Linked DNA regions of Oryctolagus cuniculus: region 1 is linked to region 2. A link is a contact called in public Hi-C data. All regions are on one chromosome and are shown on one strand. The core of a region is the stretch at or near the end of the contact, and the rest is flanking DNA. Distances in the headings are between cores, read along the strand shown.

Region 1 (6,572 bases), core at 653-3,152, 790 kb before region 2:
TTGTCTCTGTCTCCTCTGTTTCCTTTTCCTCCTGGCCTTCCCTAAGGTAGAGGGGCCCTGAGCTTGTATCCTGCCCAAGGGCTGTCACTTATCTGCTTCTCTCCTTGATCAGGGCTCCAGCTGCCTGGGAGCACCAGAGCCTGGATTCTGCAGGACCTTAGGGTGGCAACTAGCACAGGCCCTTCAATGTGCATTTCCTGCTTTATTTTGAGGAATCTTTATAGCATCCTCAATGATATCAGGCTGGGATAGACAGAGAAACCTAGGTATGAGGAGAAGAGGTGGCACTCCAAGGAGAAGAAGGGCCATGTTAGGTGTTCTGCAGCCTAGCATTTGAAAATTTGGGGCAGAGGAATGGGAGGTGCCGGAATGGAGATACAGGTAGGGGAAGGAGAAGAACAGGACAGCCTGTGGGGTCAGCATTTCTGGAGGAGACCTCAGTTGTGTGCACCTGCTCCTGGGGCATGGCTTCTGCAAAGTTAGCCTCAGCTCATCCTTCTCAGGGAATCTGAAGGAGGACAGAGCTGCTCCAGCTCTTCTCAGCAGCTTTCACAAGTAAACCACACTTGGCTTCCCAGAGTTCAACAACCAGGGCCTAACCTTATCTCTGTCACTATATGTCTGTGTGACTTCAGGTATCACCAACATCTTGCAGCCACAGTTGTCCCATGATAGAATTATACTCCCTACCTTATACGGTTCTTCTGAGGATTTAGTGAAATGACGCACTTGAGCATTAGTGAAAGCAGAGTAGGCTCTTGACAAAAGTTCTTTCTTTTCTGTTCTTCAACCCTGAGACACAGAAGAGCCGTCCTCTTTCTCCATCTCTAGCCTTCATCAAGTCCTGTATGCGTTTTCACTTTTGAGGATCAGAATGCTAAAAATAAATGCACAAGGGATTGAGGATGAGTAAATTTGACGCTGAGGGTAAGTGATAGCCTTTGTTTCTCCTCAGTTGTTACCATGGGGCAGGGAGTGTGGTGGAACACAGTCTTCTGGGCTTCTCTAGGGCACTGGAGCACTTCCCATCCTTTGTAGAGTGAGAGCTAGGACTTTTGACCAGACACTGTCCAGAGTCCTCATGTCTAATGGGCTTCCAAAGGTGCTACACAGGGAGAGCTAGGGACTTTGAAGGCCTGGTAGGATAACTGCTGTACTTTACAAATTTAGCCCATCACTGTGTTAAGCGCTATAGGCTTCCCTCTCAAAAAATATACTGGACTTATTATAGAGCAATACCAACTTAATATACAATTTATTAAATAACAAAATGCATTGCTGGTATTTGAGAAAAACCCAGCTGATTCCAAAAATTGAAGTTGGTTCACTCACAGCATCTTGGACCTATAGGGCAGTCGCTGTGTCTTCTTGAAAGTGCCTTGTCATTTTACCTCCCCTGTTGAATCTCTGCTTAACAATCCATGTTAATATTTCAGAAACATTAGGTGGCCTCTGCATTGACGGTACTTTATGCACCAGGCTAGAAAAAGTCTTTTCTTGGAATCGGATTGCTTTGTGCAGTTTAACAACCTGTGTTAGCTAACAGTCAAGCAATATTGCGCTTGCAATTATCTTGTCAAAGCCACAGGACAATGGATGAAGGCAAATGTGCTCTGCAAAAGGCCAACCCAACTGTGACATTAAACGTATGTCAAGATCCAAATGACACCCAAATAGAGGACCATCAACCCAACCCAGTCCTATCCAACCAGTCAGCTCCACTCCAGACATCTCTACCCACTAAGTTATACTGAGCAAAGCTCTTCTCTGAGTACAAAATTCAATATTAAAAACAGTAGAAAACCTGCACTGAATACCACCCCCTCCCCATCAACACCAATTAGCACTGAGCTAAATTCACTGAAATGCCTGTGCATGCCTCAAGTCCAGATGATTTCATGCTTATGCCTGATTTCTAAAGTAGTACCTTCAGTGGCCTTTTAAGAAGAAGAAACCACCCCAAATAGAGATATTAGGCCTTAGGGCAAAACCTCTTTAAGATGCACATTGTACTTTCATTGCCAAAGTAATTGCTTTAACAAAGCTCTTCTGGATCACTCTAAGAAGCCCCAGGCTGATTCAAACAGAGCCCATTTTCCACCAGCTCTCCTCAGCTCCAGGATGGTTACCAACTGCCTTGAAGCATCCAAGGAGTTCAGATAACCTTGCACAGTTCACGTGGCTCAGGAACACTTCAAGAGGAAGAAAGCTGCCCATCAGAGACTGTGGCAGATGCACGAAAGCTGCCCAAAGGCACCAATCAGGAACACTCCTGAGAGGGAAAATACGTCCAAGGGGAAGTGTGTCGGACTCTTCTCGTCCTGACTCCTTGGTGAAAACGCGAACCAGTGGCCAGTGCCTCTTATTTCAGCCCCGTTTGCACCGGTAAAGATCCGGGATGCCCGAGCCCCACGCGTCCCGCGTTTCTGGCTGCAGCAGCAACTCCCCGGAAGCCAGCTACCCTTTCTTTCCCCGCCATTTTCAACCCGGAGTATGAAACTCGCCACCACCCGCCCCGCGCCGTCCCGCAGGTGCCTCCTCAGAAGCAAACTTAGTACCTTCTGGAGAAGGAGGGAAGACGCTCGACACCCACACACACCCGTCTGGGAACCGCCCCCGTGGGAGGAGCGGCGCCCACTGCTGCGCGCGGGGTCCCAGAGCTTGGCCAGAGGAAACAGCGCCCGGTGCTCACCGTCCTCGGCCTGCCCTTCGACCCAGTGACCGGCGGCGCGGACGCCCTCTCCTCCGCGGAGCTGCAGACAAGCCCCTTGGCCAAACCGCTCGCAGCTGCTTCCAGCTGCGGAGAGGTAGGGGGCGGAGTAGGAGGATCTGCTTCCCGACCGCTAGGGAAGGCGCCAGCCCCAAAGGTGGGCTTACCTTTGCCATCTAGAGTGCACCACACCCAGTAGGCACACCTGGACTGACTGCGCGCCACCTGTGTGACCAGCTCACTTCTGGGAGCCTGGATGCCTTCGCCGTTAAGACGTTAAAACAGCTCTGCTCTTACAGAGCTTGCCAAGGTCGAGTGCTTCTCCACACTACGGTAGTCACACAGATCCCTGTGAACATTTGTAGGTGTTTCCAACTCAGTGATTAAGGAGTGGGCATCCAACCTTGGTTTCATGGCAACTGTTTATTGGTATACGAAAGGTTAAAAAAGAAGGGAGGGAGAAAGGGGAAGAAATTTGTAATATCGCTAAAAGATCAGTTTCTTTTTAAATGAATGTTGGCTTAAGTCCCTTTGGTATTCCCAAACCCACCAAATCTGCTTGACAAGGCTCTTGAGCTTCCTATTTGCTCCTTTAACACATCTGCTGCCGACAATTGCTGCTTAGCAAATCAGATGGTGTTCAGTGTAAGTTTTTGAAGTCAGACAGCTTGCCGCTTCATCGTTTACCTCTTTGCATATGCTCTTGGGCAGATTCCTTAATGTCTGTAGTCCTTGTTGGCTCCGTTTGTAAATCAGAACAGTAAAACTTCCCACCCACCTGGGCACACCACTGGCATGACATCTACGGAAGCTTTTAAACCAGACTTGACACCCAGCAGGTGTCTGTGCGATAATTGTGATGATTTTGTCGCTTGTGAATGCTTCCTCCTATAATAATAGGAGCAGTCAGAGTGGCGTGGTGAAATATCATGCATTACACTTTAAATTTGGGAAAAAGCTGAAAAATGTGAAAAAAAATTGAAGTTGTTTCCAGAATTCAACAGATCAGAATTTTGAAAAGCAAATGAAGAGTGATTATGCATTTCACAACTGGAAAGCACTATAAAGTTAGCGTTTATGCAAGAAAACATTGCTTCAAAATGAATATATGATATAAAGTCCCTCCCAGAAAAACCAAGAAGGTAAGTATGGGAGATAGAATTTAAAGAGAATTTGGAGTTCAAATTATGGGATATTTCAAAGAAGTTTTGAGGAAAGAAAAACAAAACAACAACAAAACATTTAATTACTCTCTTAGGTTGATATTTTTTCAATGATATAAAAATGCAGTCCACTATAAGTTCATTCAGTTAATGATTTCTAACTTAAGCTCTTGAAGTTTATTTTCCTTTCATCATTTCCGTCTGTGGCCAGATTTAGAGTATTTTCCAAAGTAAACTCAAGACACCTTGCCTTGCAGTTCTCACCTGTAGGCATTCCATCTGAAAAAGGCAGAGAACTCTGCCATGCTAATCATTGCTACTTCAATTCTTTATTCTAGAGATTGATAACGATGATGATGATGTGTAATGTAAAGGAAGGATGAGCAAATCTGTTTATGTTGTCGTTGCCATATTGAATATTTCTTTTCTCCTAGCTCAGTATGTTTCACTAGACATGTGTCTCACTAGACATTGGCAGATAAGAAGTCTGTGCTGGAGACTACTAGTCAGGAAAATATCATCATAGGAGATTCAGTTACATTTTTGCTGATATTTGACTTTCCGTAGATGTCAATGGAAGAAATTGATCTTAAAATTTTCATGTCGCATTTTTACATACTTTTTAAAAAGTAACATTTCATGTGTTATTTGTTTTTATAATAACTCTAGAAGGTATGCAGAATGGATGTTATCTCAATCTGTTAAACTGAGATAAAAGTTATAGTAAGCCATAGACAGTAAAACAGAGACTGATTTAGAAATAGGATCCTACTGGCTTGTCTTCCTGAGCCTTGATCTCTTTATGAGATTATGACCTTTAGAGAGCACTTAGGGGAGACAGAATCCTCCCCCTCCTTGTAATAAAATCTCACCCATGTAATATTTGTCCCCCACCCCCTTTTTCTCAGCTGGAACCTGGGGTGAGGATTTGAGATAAATCACTTCAGTGTTACTAGTGATGGAGTTACTGCTGATGTGATCTTGTGCAGTCTGGACAGACTTCTTTCTGTGCTTATTGGGTAAACTTTTACTCTGGTTCAGGAATTTTTGGCCACAGTCATTAATTCTAATTTTATAAAATTAACACAAGGAATTGACTAACTCTAAATACTGATGAGAATGAGGTCCATTGTGTTCCACATGTATTTAAGGGTGCTTCAAAATGCTCATGAATATGAAATTTAAATATTACTTAAAAGTTTGAAATTCATTCATATGAAGGGTCTTTAAAATTTAATGGAAATATGTATTATGCAAAAACTATGCTGCATTAAAATTTTTTGCTCCAAAATAGACTTACAATCTAATTCCTTTTTCCAGAACCTTTGGAAGTATATTTGCATATATCATGGACTGCAGAGGACTGTTCTATCCACCCCTACTGAAAAGTATTAAGGGGCATCTCTGTGGTGAACTGGCATGACTTTCTGTTGAAGACACATTTTGTTCCTGAGCTTTTTGCCTGGCCTGGGAATCCACCTGCTGCCCAGCTCTGATCTCCTCAAAGCATAGCCCCTGAGAACTTAGTCTAATTACTACTCTATAGAAGGTACTGCCTCCCTCCAAAATGCTTCATAGAATTCTGGCTGAGCTATTTGCTGTCTCTCCAAATGGAATATACTGTGTTGCACTCACTCTAGGGACTGAATTCTCAGCAAGCTATGTATGACAACAGCAGGGATTTTAATATCCTTATAACAGGAAAAATTTTTCTCTGTTAGGAATCTAGCAGTAGCTGCGCATTTAGACTGTGATATTCTTGATGGTATTTCAGGATGTTACTCTTTGATGTTGTTTTGTACCCACTAATATGGGCATTGTGTAAACACTGAGAAATTGTAATGTTTCCGAAAATGAGTACCGTAGAACACTACTCCCATGAAAGAAACTATAAATGGTTTTATGATTGTAAGAGAATCATGGCTCCATGTTCTTGTGTATTCTTTCCTGGATCTACTTGCTTGAATAGCCTTTTCATGCATGGATCTCGTATATTTCATATGCCTTAACTTTGGTGTTGACCACACCACTTGCTTTGTTGAATTGATCTTGTGTTAGAGAACACAGTATGATGACATTTATTTATTCTAAGAAATGATTGATGAATTGATAACTTTTCATTTTAATTAAAACCATTTTTACATATCTAGTATTTACAATTAAGATCACTTAGAAGCCATGTTGATAATAGAAATGATAATGAATAACCTGAAATACTAGTTAATCTTCTTTCCCTTTATTTTTGACAAAGTGGAACACACGCAGAAATCTTTTTCAACTTAGTCACAATGCCAAGGCTTGGTACTGCTTCCCAAACACCAAAGAAAACACAGATACTTCCGGAAACTTGAAGGAAACACTCCTTTTTAATTGAATTCGGGCAACTGTGAGCTATTGCTGATACTCATTCATATTCTCTAAGAGGTTTGCAGATACATTTTTTCAAACACTCACAGATGCTTGTTTTGGAGACTCACCATTGGCAATGTTGTTTGCAAAAACTCATGCTTTTTTTGGTAACTATTTGGAGATTGATCAAAGATTATCATGTAAGCTGTCTCAGAAACCATAAATCATTATTATCTAGAATACCTTAAAACAAGGTGAAAAATTATTTGACTTTTTATGCCTTTTTTTCTTCTTAGGTGGGACTTCTTTATTTCTATGGAAGGCAATTATCCCTATGAAGTTTGAAGTCA
Region 2 (6,368 bases), core at 3,740-6,239:
ATTTGTATAAAATAACAATTTGATTATAAGTATTTCATCAATTTATTTAATATTTATATCCTACCTATTTTCAAAAGTTATTTGTGTCAACATTAGAGGAAAGAAATATGCTGATATAGCAAACTGCTAAATACTACAGCAATAATTAAAAAATCACAGAAATTGTGAAATTCCATTAGAATGTTTGACATATATATACTCTGAATTGTAAGAATTTCTTTACCAAGTAAGATACTGCCTAGGCTTCCAGGGTCTATTTCCTTCTTTAACATAAAAGTCACTCACACACACACACACCCCAAAAGATCATACTCTAGCTCAATTTAAGCAATCATATAGCAAAATTAATCAAATGATCTAATAAAGGCACAAAGAGATTTCTAAACCTTATATGAATATTACTAAAAACAATGAAAACATTACAAAAGCACAATACCAAAGCTAGTTCTTGTTGCTATCTCTATTTCCTTAGTTTGTATAGTTTTGGTTAGATTTCTGGTCTATAACAAAACTTCCTAGTGTAAAAGAATGGTCTTTTGGGAATAAATTCGTATCAGTTATTGTCTGCATTCTCCACTGCACTGATTTCATCCACTGTATTGCTGCTAGTCGATTCTGTCTTATAACCACATGGCATAAGCTTTATTTTGTTTGGTGATTCCATGCCCACCTCTTACTCATCATGTCTTACCTCTGCATTTAAGTTATCTGCAAGGCTTTCCAGAAACTGACTCTCAATTGGGTTTTGCTGAGTGAGCAAAGTGAGGTAATGGCTGAGTTTATCGTGTGTTGTTATGATGATTCCTTCCCCAAATTTGTCAAACTGTGGCCGTCCAGCTCTACCAAATATCTGCATGACATCTAAAATTCCAAGGTCAACAAAGGAGCCTCGTTTCGCAGCATATATTTGTGTTCCCTAGATGAGGAAAAGTTAATAAAAATTTACATAGACATACACAAATATAATCCTGATATGCTGAATACTGAAATTAGGCAAATATGGCAAGATCTCAAAAGTGTACTTTAACTAATCCTTTCATCATCTGTGATAGAGTTAAATTTTCACAATATAAACTAGATTCTTATTGGAGAAAATCATTCTGACCTTATATAAACAGTGTTCAAAGTCAAGGAAACAGCCAAATCACAATGTTTTCTAAATAAATCAATTCAGATGTTTGTTTTAAGACACACACAAATCCATCTGCAAAGGAAGATAAGCTCTTACCTTGATAATGACAGCATGAGCAGGAAGATTGACACCCCAGGCTAACGTAGCTGTACAGACCAGGACTTTGATATGCCCATTAGAAAATAAGTTTTCAACCAAATTTCTATCCTGCCGGAGCATTCCTGCATGATGAATACTAAAACCATCTGGGAATAATTCTCGTACTTGCTTATTTCTTGACTTTTGCACCTAGGGTAGAATCAACAAAACATAAAAGAGTGTTATTTAGCATTTAAAAGCGATTGCATTGAGTATTTCTGTCGAATGAATTTATCAAAGAAAGCTTAAAATTATCATAAACATTTTAAAATATCAACTATTACTATATAATGCTTTAAACAATAAAATTATGTCATTTAAAAAAAAACAATATGTGAACAAGACACAAATATGAAAAGAATTAAATGAAAAGAAGTATCTTTTTTAGCCAAGTGGTCCTTACAATTAAGCATTGTTACCTGTTTCTTATCCTTCTAAAAATACCCTATTAAAAGGAGCTTAAATTGGGGCTGCTGTTGTGGCACAGAGCATTAAGTTGTTGCTGGCAACACTGTCATCCCATCTGAGCACAGGTTCGAGTCTCTGCTGCTCACTTTCTATCCAGTTCCCTGCTAATTCACTTGGTAATATAGTGGAAGATGGCCACACGGGGGACCTAGATGGAGCTCCAAGCTCCTGGCTTCACTGTGGCCCAGCCCCAGACATTGCGCCATTTGGGGAGTGCCCAAGTGGAAGATCTGTCTCTACCTCTCTCTGTCACTCTGCCTTTAAATAAATGGGGAAAAAAGAGCATAAATCTTGGTGACTTCTCAACTCCTTCAGAGTAAAAGAGTTCTTACAATGCAAGGCCCTACAAAAATCAATCTGTAACCTCATGAGCCGCAACAACCAGCTTTTTCTCTAAGTCTCTCTTCTGACAAAGCCACACCCTCCTGTGTCATCTACTACCTAGAAAGCTCTCCCCTCTCACAGTGAGCTCCCATGGTTCCCTATTATGCCCCTTGTTTGCAATGAGTCAACAAACTCAACACTCTTTACCTTCATCAGTGTTCCTGTGATCACTGATGGGAAGGCACTGACCATCATCTTAGCTGAACTTTACAACTGCCCTGAGTATATTAACTTGACTTCTGGTACCCGGTCTTTGGCCTCATCTGAGCTCAAATGTGGCATCTGGTTTTCCTGCTATTGCAAAAGATCTTACAAAATTCATGGAAGACTCACTATACAATGGATAAACATTTTCTGCAAAAATTAAAGATCATAAATTAATATTTTAGAAAGTGTCTACAAAATCAAAGCTCCTGCCTGGGCTTCATGTATTGTGCTTATTTGCTACTGCTCTATAATCTCATTATCAGCAATATAAGAGCTCTTTTTGATTTTTTTTTCACATTTTTTACATAAGGGGCACTGTTTTAGCTGAGTCATTTCAAGGGGCTAGAGTTCCAGCCCAGAAAGTGCTACATTATCTTTCAGGCCACTTAAAATTTAAAACTAATAAGTTAATAATAATGAACTAAGAAAATGATTTAAGAAAATAGTACTTGGGGCTGGTGCTGTGGCACAGTGGGTTAAGCCACCTGCAGGGCCAGCATTCCATATGGGCGCAGGTTTGAGTCCTGACTGCTCCACTTCCTACCCAGCTCCCTGCTAATGCACCTGGGAAAGTAGCAGAGGATGGTCCAAGTTCCTAGGACTCTGCACCTATGTGGGAGACCTGCAGGAAGCTTCTGGCCTAGCACACTCCTAGCGGTTGTGGCCATTTGGGGAATGAACCAGTGGATGGAAGATCTCTCTCTCACTGTCTCTCCTCTCTCTCTCTGTAAATATACCTTCAAACAAACAAATCTTTTTTAAATTAAAATCAGCTTATAAAAAAAAAGAAAATAGTACTCCATGAAATTTGCTGTAATCCTAAAACCAAAGGTAATACATTAACAAACCACACCATCTAGTGGCCATTCGTTAAATAACAACTTACACTTTTTTTTTAGTTTTTTAGAAGACAAAAGAAAACGCAAGTCAAGCTCCACATGTTAGTTCTGTATCCATGGATCCAATCAAGAACAGACTGAAAATACTGGAAAAAAATCCACCAGAACTGAACATGTATGGCTTTCCCCCCCTTGTCATTTTTCCCTAAACAAAACAATCTAACACCCATTCACACAGCAAATACACTGTATTGGTTATTATAAGTAACTTGGAGTTGATTTAAACTATTCGGGAGAGTGTACAAAAATTATATGCAAATACAACATAATTTTATATATGGAACCTGGGCGTCCCAAGTTTGGATATTTGAGGAGGGGTCCTGGAACCAATCCTCCCACAGAGACTGAGGCACAACTGTGTATGTGTACTCAACAAAAGAGTGTATTCTTCAAGTTTTCAAGGGGAGAACATTCTTTCTTTATTGTAGCGTACTGTGGTCAGCCTGTCAGAAATCATTTTATAGTCAGACCCATGACCAACCATAATTGGATCCAAACTGCCTTACCTTTCTTTTTAGATAAGAGATACTGTTATTGTCAATCTTCATAAAGCAGCACTTGTAAATATGGGACAACTCTGGGGTAAAGTCTGTTGTGGAGAACTTGCTAAGCTCTAACTGAGCTCTTTAGAGACCAAGGATAGGGAGAAGAGAAACATTTCAGATGCTCCACTTCTTCTGTGTCATTCAGGAGTGGAGACTTAGATCTAACAGGAGAAACTAAAGAATACTGCTTGGAGAAGACGTTCTAACAAATCAGATAGCTGGACTGCTGTGCGTTTCAGGTGAAGAAACACGTCTAAACGGTCTGTGGGTCCCCTAAACTGGGATATCTTGATGTGTTTGATTGTGTGGATTCTGGTAGGACGTGACTGGGCTTGCTGTGGCACCAATGAAACAGTGAGAGGGTACACACAGAGAGGATGTAACTGTGGGGAAGAATTTTCAAAGGTAGCAGGTGGGTCTAGAGTGTGGAGAGTATCTCCCACTCTGTCCTGGTGGGTTCCACAATCAGCTACAGTGGCCATCAACAGGGTGCAATCCTCTAGTCTCTGTGACAAACTAAGAGGTCACTTAAATGGGAAACATGTATTTTTTTTTCATTTGTTTAAGAATACAAAGAAAGTTAAGGCAAAATCTGAGCTTTGAATAATTCACAAATTATCCAAAAATATAGATCATTTGTCAGAGTTGGTGAACTCAAACGGCTTCCATAGCCTTGGCAACTCATGACAAGAGCCTAGGGTGATTACTGATGCCATAAACAAGAGTGTCAATTTGTTAAGTCAACAACAGGAGTCACTGTGCACTTACTCCTCATGTAGGATCTCTGTCCTTAATGTGCTGTACATGGTGATTTAATGCTATAACTAGTACTCAAACAGTATTTTTCACTTTGTGTTTCTATGTGGGTGCAAACTGTTGAAATCTTTACTTAATATATGCTAAACTGATCTTCTGTGTATAGAGAGAATTGAAAATGAATCTTGATGTGAATGGAAGGGGGGAGGGAGAGGGAAAGGGGAGGGTTGCGGGTGGGAGGGAAGTTATGGGGGGGGGGAGCCATTGTAATCCATAAGCTGTACTTTGGAAATTTATATTCATTAAATAAAAGTTAAAAAATAATAGATCATTTGTATATGGAAGACAGACTCATGCAAGTGATTTATAAAAAAAAGTGAGGTGTTTATATTAGAGGCATGTGGATAAACATTACACTCTGTAACTAATGACATGATCTCTTATGACAATGATCTTACAGTTTGCATGTACTAACTTGCACCCAACAGGGTGCCTCCTGTATAGCTTGCACTTACTACACGTTTGCTGAATGAATGAATCAATGGTTTGCTAGTTTTATCAAGTAAGTTTTTACTGAAAATGTGAAATGTGGGTGTTAACACCGTTAAATGGAGAAGGTAGGCAGCAAATAAACACACACAGATGCCAGGATGACTGAAAGAGAAAACGTTGTCTGTAAGGCATTACGCTCAGAGGTTATGGAGTACATACAAGAAAACTAAGCCATAAAGGTCAAGATTTATTTTGTCTCAAGCATAGATGGTAAGGGAGTAATAAAAAATTTTAAGAAGTATCATATTTGTTGTTCAGAGAGAGGGAACTTCACAATTGTGCCAAAACCATGACTGGGTGAAAAGATGGAGATGGGGAGACAGAGATCACACAAAGCCAAGGTGAAAGTGGGCTGTCAAGAAACCAACACTGGGTAGGTGCCTACACAGGAGGATGAGCAGAATATGAAGGAAAAGGAGCTGCAGTTGTTTCAGGCTAATCCCTGCCTGGGTGCACTGAATATATTACAGAGAAAAGAGAATGAAGAGAGTTATTGCTTGTGCCTTAGGCTAGGCAATAAGAAGGTGGAGAACAGATGCAGTTTTTGTCAGGACTTTGAAATGATCAATTATAAAGAATTTGGCTGTTATTCTGAATAAATGGGGAGCCACTGAAGGTTTCTAAGCAGGATGGAGAAAGGGGAGACCTGTTAGATCCCACTATTAGAACATTCAGGGTGAGATGGAATGGTGGACTGCATGAGATGAAAAACAACCGAATAAAATAAATCTGTGCTTTCATAAACAACACGAGTGAAACACTCATCTAAATAAGACTGTAAGAGTGATTGAAGCATCTAACTCAAGAAGTTACAAAAGTCTGAAGGAAAGAACTGGAATGACCTACCAGCATCATAATAAAACCTGCTGATTTGAAAACTGTGAAACTGTTAAATATGAACACTTTTATTTTAAAGGAAGAAATTAAACAACAATAGACAATGTTATCGTTGGCTAGATTATGAGATGGTAAAAGATGCTACAACAAACTGTTTTATACTATCTGTTATACAAGGCCATATAGATTTGTGACATATTATCTGTAGCTTAATTGAGTTATGACAGGATAGCTGGATGAACAGCTGTGACAGAGATCACAGGTCCACAAGCTTAGAATATATTATCTGGGGGCTGGTGTTGTAGCATATGCGTAAAGCCACTACCTGAGATGCTGGTGTCCCATATAGATGCCAGCTGAGTCTTGGCTACTCTACTGCTGATCCAGCTCCCTGCTAATGGCCTGGGAAAGGTGTGGAAGATGGTTCAAGGGATTGGAGCCCTGAATTCA

Evidence for each region. A called contact is a pair of places that touch in the nucleus more often than the background predicts.
Region 1: a contact with region 2 is called in a Hi-C map of embryonic fibroblasts, with 5 times the contacts expected there. The contact joins two enhancer-like sites. A contact is called at or near these places in 5 of 6 Hi-C or Micro-C datasets (ear pinna, embryonic fibroblasts, psoas muscle and 2 more).

The regions. Positions count from the first base shown.
Region 1 is chr5:71,721,626-71,728,197 of mOryCun1.1, reverse strand. No RefSeq gene overlaps it. Among named protein-coding and RNA genes, the nearest start is that of MCHR2, 40 kb to the left of the region's middle. Within about 2 kb of position 1,902, at least 1 of the 8 cell types and tissues checked has an H3K27ac peak or open chromatin away from gene starts, as enhancers often do.
Region 2 is chr5:70,935,247-70,941,614 of mOryCun1.1, reverse strand. ASCC3 (activating signal cointegrator 1 complex subunit 3) reads right to left here. Exons shown (of 42, transcript XM_002714874.5): 15 at 1,229-1,420; 16 at 692-916. Among named protein-coding and RNA genes, the nearest start is that of ASCC3, 190 kb to the right of the region's middle. Within about 2 kb of position 4,989, at least 1 of the 8 cell types and tissues checked has an H3K27ac peak or open chromatin away from gene starts, as enhancers often do.